Linked DNA regions of Mus musculus: regions 1 and 2 are each linked to region 3. The links are chromatin contacts, called in public Hi-C and promoter capture Hi-C maps. All regions are on one chromosome and are shown on one strand. Each heading gives the region's core, a stretch centred on a gene start, on an enhancer-like site or on the middle of the called end of the contact. The rest is flanking DNA. Distances are from core to core; before and after follow the strand shown. Region 1 holds the start of Fgd3 (FYVE, RhoGEF and PH domain containing 3). Region 2 holds the start of Bicd2 (BICD cargo adaptor 2). Region 3 holds the start of Phf2os1 (a long non-coding RNA gene).

What was found. Promoter capture Hi-C pulls out the DNA fragments that hold promoters and counts their contacts. A called contact is a pair of places that touch in the nucleus more often than the background predicts.
Region 1: a contact with region 3 is called in a Hi-C map of CD8 T cells, with 1.8 times the contacts expected there. The contact joins the promoter of Fgd3 here to the promoter of Phf2os1 in region 3. A contact is called at or near these places in 2 of 39 promoter capture datasets (hippocampal neurons and pre-B cells), 3 of 484 Hi-C or Micro-C datasets (B cells, CD4 T cells and CD8 T cells) and 2 of 115 datasets of contacts at active chromatin or transcription factors (memory CD8 T cells and thymic regulatory T cells).
Region 2: a promoter capture Hi-C map of pre-B cells shows a contact between it and region 3, with 5 times the contacts expected there. The contact joins the promoter of Bicd2 here to the promoter of Phf2os1 in region 3. A contact is called at or near these places in 5 of 39 promoter capture datasets (the C10 cell line, liver, neural stem cells and 2 more), 1 of 484 Hi-C or Micro-C datasets (LSK cells) and 1 of 115 datasets of contacts at active chromatin or transcription factors (craniofacial prominence).

What each region holds. Positions count from the first base shown.
Region 1 is chr13:49,307,573-49,310,732 of GRCm38.p6, forward strand. Fgd3 (FYVE, RhoGEF and PH domain containing 3) reads right to left here and starts at 1,636. Exons shown (of 18, transcript NM_015759.2): 1 at 1,609-1,636.
Region 2 is chr13:49,339,521-49,343,086 of GRCm38.p6, forward strand. Bicd2 (BICD cargo adaptor 2) reads left to right here and starts at 2,029. Exons shown (of 7, transcript NM_001039179.2): 1 at 2,029-2,390. The coding sequence starts at 2,151.
Region 3 is chr13:48,869,423-48,872,686 of GRCm38.p6, forward strand. It overlaps Phf2os1 (a long non-coding RNA gene), which reads left to right and starts at 1,529. Exons shown (of 2, transcript XR_003950516.1): 1 at 1,529-1,781. Phf2 (PHD finger protein 2) reads right to left here and starts at 1,463. Exons shown (of 22, transcript NM_011078.3): 1 at 1,246-1,463. The coding sequence starts at 1,343.

The DNA.
Region 1 (3,160 bases), core at 386-2,885, 440 kb after region 3:
TCCACTGCGACCTTGCAGGGGCAGAAGCAGGCTTCAGGGGGTCTGTGGCAGCCCAGTTGAGACAAACCACTTCCTCCTGTCCTTGCCAGAGCTGGCCCCACCCCCAAACCAAGCACAGTGTGTGTTATCAGCTCAGAGAGCTTATGTGGGGACCAGCTAGTCCATTCACAGACTTTGGGCGGGGGGGGGGGGGCTGGGATGAGCTGGCAGAGTGCTCTGTGCCTGTTTCATCTCTCACCCAAATGGGGGCTGGGGAGAGTCTCAGTAAACCACGTGTCAAGCTAGGCCAATGAGAGAACCTGTCTAAAAAACCAGATAGACAGGTCCTGGAGAATAACATCTGAGACTGTCTTCTGGCTTCCCTACACATGCCTCAACACACACACACAAATGGCTAACAATTTTAGTCTTTGTTTTTGGTTTTTTTTCCCCCCAAGAGATGGTGTTTCTCTGTGTGGCCCTGCTGTTGTGGAACTTGCTCTGTAGACCAGGCTGGCCTGGAACTCAGAGATCCACCTGCCTCTGTCTACCAAATGCTGGGATTGAAAGCGTGTGCTACCATCACTACCACCACCACCCCCGGCTAGGTAGGACCAATCTAAAATGAGGCAGAGCTGCGTAAGCTCTAAACCTCAGTGTGGCTTGGCATCATTCTGACTTCACTTTACAGAAAGGGAAATCAAGGCAGAGTCTGCCTATCACCCTGTCCCTGGCATTCTTTCTCACCAGAGTCCCCTCCCTATCCCCCTATAGCTGCTCATCCTCCCTAGCACTCAGGGACTCCCAGAAAAATGGCAAGTGACTTGTCATCCACAATGACAGTGACTCCTGCCTCACTCCCCACAGGTCCTAGAGTCCGGCTTTTCAAATATGCCTCTGCTTACTCTGCATGGCATATAGTATCATAGTGTTATCATAATCATATCATTCTATCCATGCTGCCGTGCGCCTGCTCTATGGCTGCCAGCCTCCTAAGTGGCTGTACCACTACCCAGAGCTGCCCAGGCGAAGCCCTGGGGGTCCCAAGGAGTCCTTTGAGGGCTTAGTTTTCTTTCCTAGCAGTGCCCAGCTAGACAGACATATCTGTTAATATCTAAACTGTAGACTGGAGAAGATTCCAGAACCACATGGGATGCGAAGGCCTAGCCTCCATTAAATCATCCCCTGGGACCACCTCTTCTGCTTAAGCAGAAAAAGACATGCTTTCTTCCCCACTAAGGCACACTGGGTGGGGTCAGCCTTGGATCTGTGCCCCCCCCCAAGCCTCCCAGGGACCACAGTAGTCACCGACAGACTGCCCATAGCCTAAGTGTGAGCTGTGCCCCACCTGCCAATAGCACGTCCAGGACTCTGTAGTCGCGAACTCTTCTCATGCCCACCCATAGCAACCCTATCTTCTCACCAGTACGAGCCACTGAAAGACAACAGCATGAAAAGAGACACCGCTACCGTGCCACAGCAACTTCCTGCTTTGAAAACATCTGTCTCCCTTGAATGGTTCCTGTTTGGTTTCTAGTAACCTCCTACCACCCGCCACGAAGCCCCTTCACAGCGCAAGACAAACACTGTAGGATTCTGCAAAGATCCCAGGAGCCAATCTCCACTCACCCTTCTTCCAAGACCAGTCTGCATCTCCCCCAGGGCTGAACTCATGCAAGAACAAAACCCAACTTCCTCTTTCTAATTTTTGCAATATTGGTCACAAAACAGTGGCACATTTGCATTTCCGTAGCGATGACGCAACGTGAGAGGAGGTTGGTCTGCTGGTCCTGAAGGGCCTGGTCTGCTTGTGGTGGGATGACTTCGAAAGCGTAATCCTTTTACTCGACCTGGCTCAGCCCTACCAGGTTCTGCAGTAGCAGCCAGGGCTGAGCTTAGGTTTAACAAGTCACTGAGTAAAGACACCTCCTGCATCTGGTTTGGTGGGCTCCTCTGAGCAGACCTGAGATTGATGTTGTCTATGGGGAAGAGGATCCATCAGGGGACAGGTGACCCAGGCCAGACAGACCTTGGTGACTACAGAAAGTTGGAAGAAACATACCCCACCAGTGACATTGTTTCACGGTGACTCCAAGAGACCTGAGGGAACTTCTGGTTATCTGGCTGATGAGGACTGCCCCAGCAGGGCTAAGCTCTGCCTCTTCCAGGCAGCCCTCAGGGGAAAGTCCCCTCATTATCTCAGGAAGTCAATAAATAATGGGGCAGGGGGTTAGCCTAACATGCATATAGGCTGCAAATTTGACTCCATTTCAGTAATGTCTTCTTAATCTATCCTAAATTTTGTGTTTGTTTTAGGTTTTGTTGAGACAGTCTCACCAAGTAGTCCAGGATGGCCTTGGATTCTCTGTGTTGTCCAAACTCATTTGAATTTACACTGTTTCAGTCTTTCAAATGCTGGGATCGCTACTGTGCACCATTGCATCAACTAATCTTGAATTCTCTCTCTCTCTCTCTCTCTCTCTCTCTCTCTCTCTCTCTCTCTGTGTGTGTGTGTGTGTGTGTGTGTGTGTGCGTGCATGCATATGGAGGCCAAAAGTCAAAGCTAAATGTCTTCTTCAGTTGCAGTCCACATTATTATTATTATTGTTGTTGTTGTTGTTACTGTTATTATTGTTGTTATTTTGGCATTTATTGCTATTCACCCTGGGATTAATCAACATGACTAGCTTGGCTGGCCAGCGATCTGCCAGGGACCCTTCTGTCTCTGCCTCCATCAGCCTTTTCCCATGAGTGCTGGGGATTGCACTCACTTCCTCATGCTTGGACTGAACCATCTGCTCAATCCTCTAAATGCTTGTTTTAACTAGTTAACATTTTCTGTGTATATGTATGTATATGTATGTGCACATGCACGCATGAGTGTATATGTATATGATGGAACTGCTCAAGGTTCTCGATTCTTCTTCCATAAAATGGAGAGGTGTGTATGTTAGAGGCATTGTAAAGAATGAGGTCTAGCCTAGGCAAGTCCTTAAAGAATCTTAGTCCCTGCCTGAATCTCCACTGCTGAGCTGTCTGTGCCTGGCCCAGAGCCTTTTGCTTCACTCCCTGAAGGGCCGTGTCCCCTGAGGAAAGTCCGTGTCCCCCGAGGAAGGGCCGTGTCCCCTGAGGAGGCAGCCTCCGGCCACCCAGATGCTTTCAGCTCTGTCCAGGAAGCACA
Region 2 (3,566 bases), core at 779-3,278, 470 kb after region 3:
ACAATGGTGTGAACTGAAATATTGAGAGCACTGAGTGAGCCAGGCTTGTGACCCAGGGAGTACTAAAGAGGTGGTCTCTCATCTGAAAGTTGGGGGAAGATCTACATACATCATCCTTGAATGTGGAGTCCTCTGGGTCTCTCTCTCTCTCTCTCTCTCTCTCTCTCTCTCTCTCTCTCTCTCTCTGCTGTCACCTCCTCAGAGAAGTATTTCCTGATTGCCCCACTCCAACCAGTGACAAGGAGATCCTAGAAACCTTCTTCCAGGCCCTAACCTTGCTGGTCAGCACTGTCCCTGCTGAAGGAAGCCCACAATAGTAGTGAGCTATCATTTGTATCTCAAATCACCTTTATCTTCAAGTTCAAAGTTCCCTGGTCAGGTTCTCACCAGAAACTCATGGCTCTCCCCCTCCCTACTCACACCTGCCTCACAGTCAGGTTCAGGTGGGTATGGAGAGGTTCCCAGGCAGCCTGGATAAGTGTAGGTTCTGTAGAGCTTGGGGACTTGTTGGAGGAAAGTTTGTTCCTTCTAAATCCACCTTCACTTAGTGTGAACAGCTTGCGTAGGCCTGATATATGGGCCTCAGTGTAGAGCCAGGACTGTTGTACAAAATTAGGCTGGTTGGCCAAAGAGAAGGAGGAATAACACATTTACTTATACAGCGCTCTCTCTCTCTCTCTTTTGAGACAGGGTCTCTCTATTTAGTCGTGGCTGGCCTGGAACTTGACATGTAGATTAGGCTGGCCGTGAAATTCTTCTACCTCTACCTCCCAAGTGCTGAGATTAAAGGTGTGTTCCACCACACCAAGTTGATTTACTATGCAATTCTTGTGTTGATCCTAGATTTTCTTTTCGCGCGCGCGCGTGTGTGTGTGTGTGTGTGTGTGTGTGTGAAGTGGGTTCATGTTCCTGTGTGTGTGTGTGTGTGTGTGAAGTGGGTTCATGTTCCTGTGTGGGCACACAGGCCCCACATGCACTGGGAATCAGAGGACAAGATCCAGTTGTCAGTCTTTGTCTTCCATCTTGTTTGAGATTGGTTATCTCTGCTTTTCTTGTCTCCCCCTCTCTCCCGCCCCTGTCTTTCATACTCCAGCCTAGCTTCAGGGGATTCTCCAATTTCCACCTCCCATCTTTCCTCAGGGACATTGGGATGATAGACTGTGCTTTAGGTGGGCTCTAGGGGCGCAAATATAGGTCCTTGCTCTTACTGAGCAAGAGCTTTATCCTCTTAGCCATCTCTCCAGCTGACCTCTATGTTTGATGGTGGTCCGCAGCTGTAGGGTGTGGTGTTGCGGGGGTGTGTGCAGTGAGAAAGGGAACAACACGCTTGTTATATCCAAATCACCATGCAAGGAGGGAAGTTTTATTTAGAATTATAGTGAAGAGTACAGCTACGTCTCGCCGAAAACGGGGGACGGACAACATTTAAATACACCTTTGACATTATGCTCACGGAGGTGCCTTCATTTCCATGAAAGAAAATCCTAACGGACAATGGACAAGAGGAAGTAGTATCCGGGCCTGGGCTCCCCTGAGCCCCTAGCGTCAGGCTGTTGGCATCCTTTTGGCAGTGCCCGCGGCCCGCCACAAGTCATTCAAATTCCGCATAAAGCGCGCGCCACACAGTCTCACCAGCCATGCTCTGACGTTTCAGGACGCGAATCTTACTCGTGATATCCACAGCTCGGATCACCTTACTCCACAAAGGCTGGGAGCGGAAGGCTTGAGGTTCTCCGGGTGGCTGCCGGGTCCCTGGGCTGGGGTCGGTGGCACCCCTACTTTTGTCACGTCAGACGCGCCCGCCAATCAACGATTGGAGCCAGGCGGGTACAGAGCACAACGGGCAAAGCAGTGAGCGTAAAATAGGACTACATCTCCCACAATGCTAAGGGAGACGTAGCTTTGCGTCACGTTAGGCGCCTGCCCCCTTGAGATTTAGACCAATCACAAGCGCGGACCAGGTGGGCGCAAGGGACTACGGGTTGTGTAGTCCATGCTCAGTGGGACTGCAGCCCCCAGTGTTCCGCGCGCGTCAGGGAGGAGCAGTGCGGCGGCGCGGGCGGCCGTCGGGGCTGGGCGGCGGCAGCGGCGGCTAAGAGGGCCCGGCTTGTGGGAGCCAAGGTGGGAGCCGGCCTCGGCGCGCGGCCACCATGTCCGCGCCGTCGGAGGAGGAGGAGTATGCGCGTCTGGTGATGGAGGCGCAGCCGGAGTGGCTGCGCGCCGAGGTGAAGCGGCTGTCCCACGAGCTGGCCGAGACCACGCGTGAGAAGATCCAGGCGGCCGAGTATGGACTGGCGGTGCTGGAGGAGAAGCACCAGCTCAAGCTGCAGTTCGAGGAGCTCGAGGTGGACTATGAGGCCATCCGCAGCGAGATGGAGCAGCTCAAAGAGGTGAGTGGTCGGCTGCGACCCCTGCCTCGGGCGCTAAGGTCACCCTGCCCAGTGGTGGGAGGTACCAGGGGTGGGGCAGGAGACCTAGAGTTGCGGTCCCGGGCAGTGACGGTGAAGGGACCCTGTTCGGCCCTGTGTCCGGTTGCTGGGGTCCAGACTCCCTGCAGCCCCACTCACCCGCTAGTTTTCTTTGCAGGCCTTGTTGGCCTTTTCGTTGAGGACTGATGTCCTGCTATGGTTATTGCTGCCTAGGGTGTGTCTGTGTGGTTGGTGGGGAGCAGATGATGCCCTTACAACTGAGGCTGTCCGTGCAAGTGACCCCAGGGAAAAGCTGGACCTGGGGTTGGTTGACCACAGTTTGTCACCTTCAAGCAAATCACTTCCCCCCCATTTTGGAGCAGCTGCTTTCTGTGCTATTCATCAGGTTTCGTGACCGCCTGAGGCTGGGAAGGGATGGATACAGGGCTGAGTGAGTCGCAGCCCCTGGTTGCCTATGGCCCTTGACAGGCCGGCTTTCCCGATATCCATCGCTCAACCAGCTGCTTTTTCCCCATCTCATTAATGGTGCTCCCACTACTGGGATGCATGGCTTCCATCGACCGCTTCCTGTCTTGCTCTGCCTCCTAGGGCCTGCCTGTCACCGTGGAGTCTGTGTTCTTCTGTTGGAAACATGGTACTTTGTGTCATCCCACTGTAGGAAGAGAGGTTAGACTCCCAGGCTGGCCAAGAGCTTGGGGAGGGGCAGTAGGAGGGACCTGGGTAAGCTTTCTGGGATGATTTAAGTATTAGTAACTCTCCCATCTTCTTGACTCCCCAGCCTTGTTCTGGAGACTGGGGGAAATGCTTTATGGGAGAAGGACACACTTGAGTTTGGACCAACCCCTTCTTATTGCTTGTGATGGGTGAGCCTTGGGTGAGCCATGGGTAAGCTCTCCTCAAACCTTAGCTTCCAGCTCTGCAAAGTAGGAATACAGCTTTGCCAATCCAGAAGTATTGCTTTTAGTATTCTATATTTGGAAAGGCCTGGCATGGGGCCACACAGGTAGCTTGTTGGATTATCTCAACAGTTTCCCTTCCCTGTGAGACTCAGTTCTGCTCTTGAGTATTAATCACAGGCTCATCTTTTGATACTTCTGCTCCCAGTCAGCTTTGGATAGATGCCTGAACTCTTGAGAG
Region 3 (3,264 bases), core at 279-2,778:
GGTTGCCCTACAAGAGTGGGCCTCTGTCCCAGGGCCTACAGATGTGAGAAGGCCCATCAAATCCTGGCCACCTAGCTCCCAACACTTAAAGATGACTAGACCAGAGACCACAGCTCTTTTTCAAGACTCCCTAAAGATCCTGGATGTGAGATATCAGAAGGGTCTTCTCTCTAGAAGGAAGGTCAGGGACGGTCCAGAACCACACACCGTTCTCTCCCTCCAGCCTGCTACTCGCTGTTAAAAACTCACACCCAGGGGACAGACAGACCTGTCCAGCTTCAGGCCAGCCCTCTTGAGGCCCAAGCACATCCCACAGGCAAAGTCAAACACAAGAGAACCTGTTGGAGCAGTTTAAGCAGGATGATCACCTCTTTCTCCTCCTCTTACTTCTAAGTAGGAAGGGACTTAGGCTCTTAAAAAGTAGACACAAGGCCAGGTCATGGCCACCGGCAAGGGCCCAGAGGGCGGGTTTAGTATCTCCAAGCTTACCTCTTTCCCTCCTCCCCATCTTCCTTAAAGAGCATAAGGTCATGTCAAAACTGGGGTTCCTCTGCCTGAAGCAGAGAGGAGGGAAATGGGGAGCCGAGCAGGCCAGGAAATGAGCGGCCAAGCCACAACACCCCCACCCCAACACACAGACACTCACGTCGGTCTGTCACTGCACTCCCGCCTAGGCCCGCAGGCCGGCCCGAGCCAGTAGGCACGCGGGGTCCCCGGTGGGGTCCTGCCCGCCAGGACACAGTCCCGAGGGGGTTCCCGGGATCCAGCACAGACGGGGGGCACTGGCCGCTACCTCGCTACCGTTCCCCCGGTCCACCCGAGCCCTGCCAGCTCCGGAGCCCGCCAGTCGCGCCTCTCGGGGGACCCGCGCCGGGCCGCGCGCCCGCCTCTCCCGGCCCGGCCGCCCCGAGCCCGCGCGGGGAAAGTTCCTGCAACTTCGCAGGGGGCTGGCGGCGGGGGCCCCGGGCCTGGGCCTCGTCCGGCTCCTGGCCTCCGCGGCCACTGCGGCCCCGCTGTCAGACGACCGGGTCCCAGCCCCATCGCGGCCGGAGCCCCAACTTCCCCGCGCCCCTCGCCCGCCCCGGCCACGGGCCTCGCTTTGTGCGCGGCGGCCGTACGCCCCCGCCCTGGGCACAAAAGGGCGCGCGGCCCGGCGGCCGAACGCGGCTGCGGTGCCCGGCGGGGCCCGGGGCGCGCGACCAGGGCGCGGGGCTCGGTGGGCCGGGCGGGCCGCGGCGCGCTCACCTGCCGTGGAACCAGTCCTTGCAGGCATCGCACTCGATCATAAAGCGGGTAACGTCGTAGGGCAGCCGGCAGACGCAGTACACGGGCACCGTCGCCATGTTGCCGCGCCGCCGCTCGCCCCGCCGCTGCGCTGCCCGGGTCGGGCCGGGCCGGGCCGGGGGCCGCGCGGCGAGGGCGGCGGGGGCGGCGGGCGCGGGCGCCGCGGCCGGAGCGGACGGGGCCGGGGGCGCTCGGCAGGGCCCGCGCGCGCGCTCGCGGCCGGGCGCGTCCACACAATGCCGGCGCGGGCTGCTGGGGCCGCGCCGGGAGCCGCCCGCCGGGCCGCGGGGCGCAGGGCTGAGAGTGCGCGGGGGGCCCGGCCGCGCGCGGGACACAAAGCGAATGGACGCGCGGGGGCGGCGGGCGGGGAGCCGCGGCCCCACCGAAGGGACCCCCGGCCGCCGAGCGGCCGCTACGTCAGCGCCCCGGGTGGCGCCGCCTCCGCCCGCCGGCCTGGGCCCCGCTCCCGCCGCCGGGAAGGCGGGCCGCGGTAGAAGGTGGGCCGCGGGCCTGGGGGAGCCAGCAGCCGGGCTCGGGGGCACCCCGCGGGAGAGGGTGGCCCCGGGACTCCCAGGGAGACGAGCCGCGGAGCCCCCTGCCCCCGACTACGTGAACACAGTTCGCACAGCCCTGCCTTAGCCAGAAGCAACTCCTTGGCCTTAACTTTCTTCTGACCCCGAAGTGGGATGGACAGGGGGATCTTCCTCCTCTTCCTGGGCCCGGCAGCCTCCCTCCCATCCCGAACTGCGACTGAGTTGCTGGCTTTTGAATAACCTCCCCTTCCCCTTCTTTCTAGCTGGGGGCTGCCTTGCTTCCTCGTACGATCCGGTGAACTTTCCCGATGCTCCGGCAAAAGTCAGGGGACCCGAGAGTGAACTGTTTGTTGTAGGACACAGCTTACCTGGGATTGGTGCCGCCCAGGACCCCTTATTACAACCCATAGACCCACAGACCTTAGGAGCGGAGGACAGTCCAGTGAGTCGCAACTGAGCCACAGGACTGCTGGGGAAGACAAGGGGTTATGTTGTCGCTCTCGCCCCTGCAGTCTTGCTCTGAACTGGCTCCCTGGTCTCACCTGTCCTGCTTAGAGCTTTTTTGTTGGTTGGTTGGTTGGTTGTTTGGTTGGTTGGTGAGATATGAATGAGGGTCCTTCTCTGTCCCCTACCCAGGTCGACCCTGATGAGCAGGGCCATATATTTAGGAAGAAAGCTGTCTGCTAGATCTGCTTCCCCTTTGCCTGTCCCCACACAATACGTGGAGATGCTAGTCTCTGCAGATACATTCCAGAGTTTCAGACCTCTGCTTACCTTGACAAGGCAGAGTCCCAGTTATCCCTGCCCAGAGTGCGGCTGCCAATCAGCTCCATTGCTGGCAACTCAGAGGATAGCCTGTTATGGAATCTGCCCTCAACCAACCCCCACCCTTCCCAAATAGGTAAACCCAGGGCCACAAATCAGGATCCGAACCAGGGCAAGCACTGTGTAACCTAAGGGCACACATGTGGCAGGGGAGATAGGAAATTGGGGCGGGGGGCGCAGACAGGTTACCCCGTCAACCTGTACACAATGAATTCATTTCAAGCTACCTGCCTGAACTCCAGCTGTCCCCTTGGGTCTCCTCTGTACTGGATGGTCCTTCCCCTTACAAGGCAAGAAACAGCTGTTAATCCCCTGTCCCTGTCACCAGGCATGTGTCCTGGTGGGGTAGGCACTGCCCTGTTACCTAAGGCACTCTCCCCAAGAGGTGGTGCAGTTGTCATTCAGCAGAAGTGAAAACTGAAGCTCAGAGCAGTTAAATGCAGAAGGGAAGTAGCCTACCAAAGGTGGGGGCAGAGGGAGCAAGGGAAGAGGACACCCCTGCCCAAGTCCCGAACCTGTTCCTCTCACCTCACCTTTCCCCCAGAAAGCCTGTTCTCCTTCTGGTGGGGTACTGACCACTGGGTGCCTCCATTTACTCTCCTTATCTTCTGACATTCTCTCT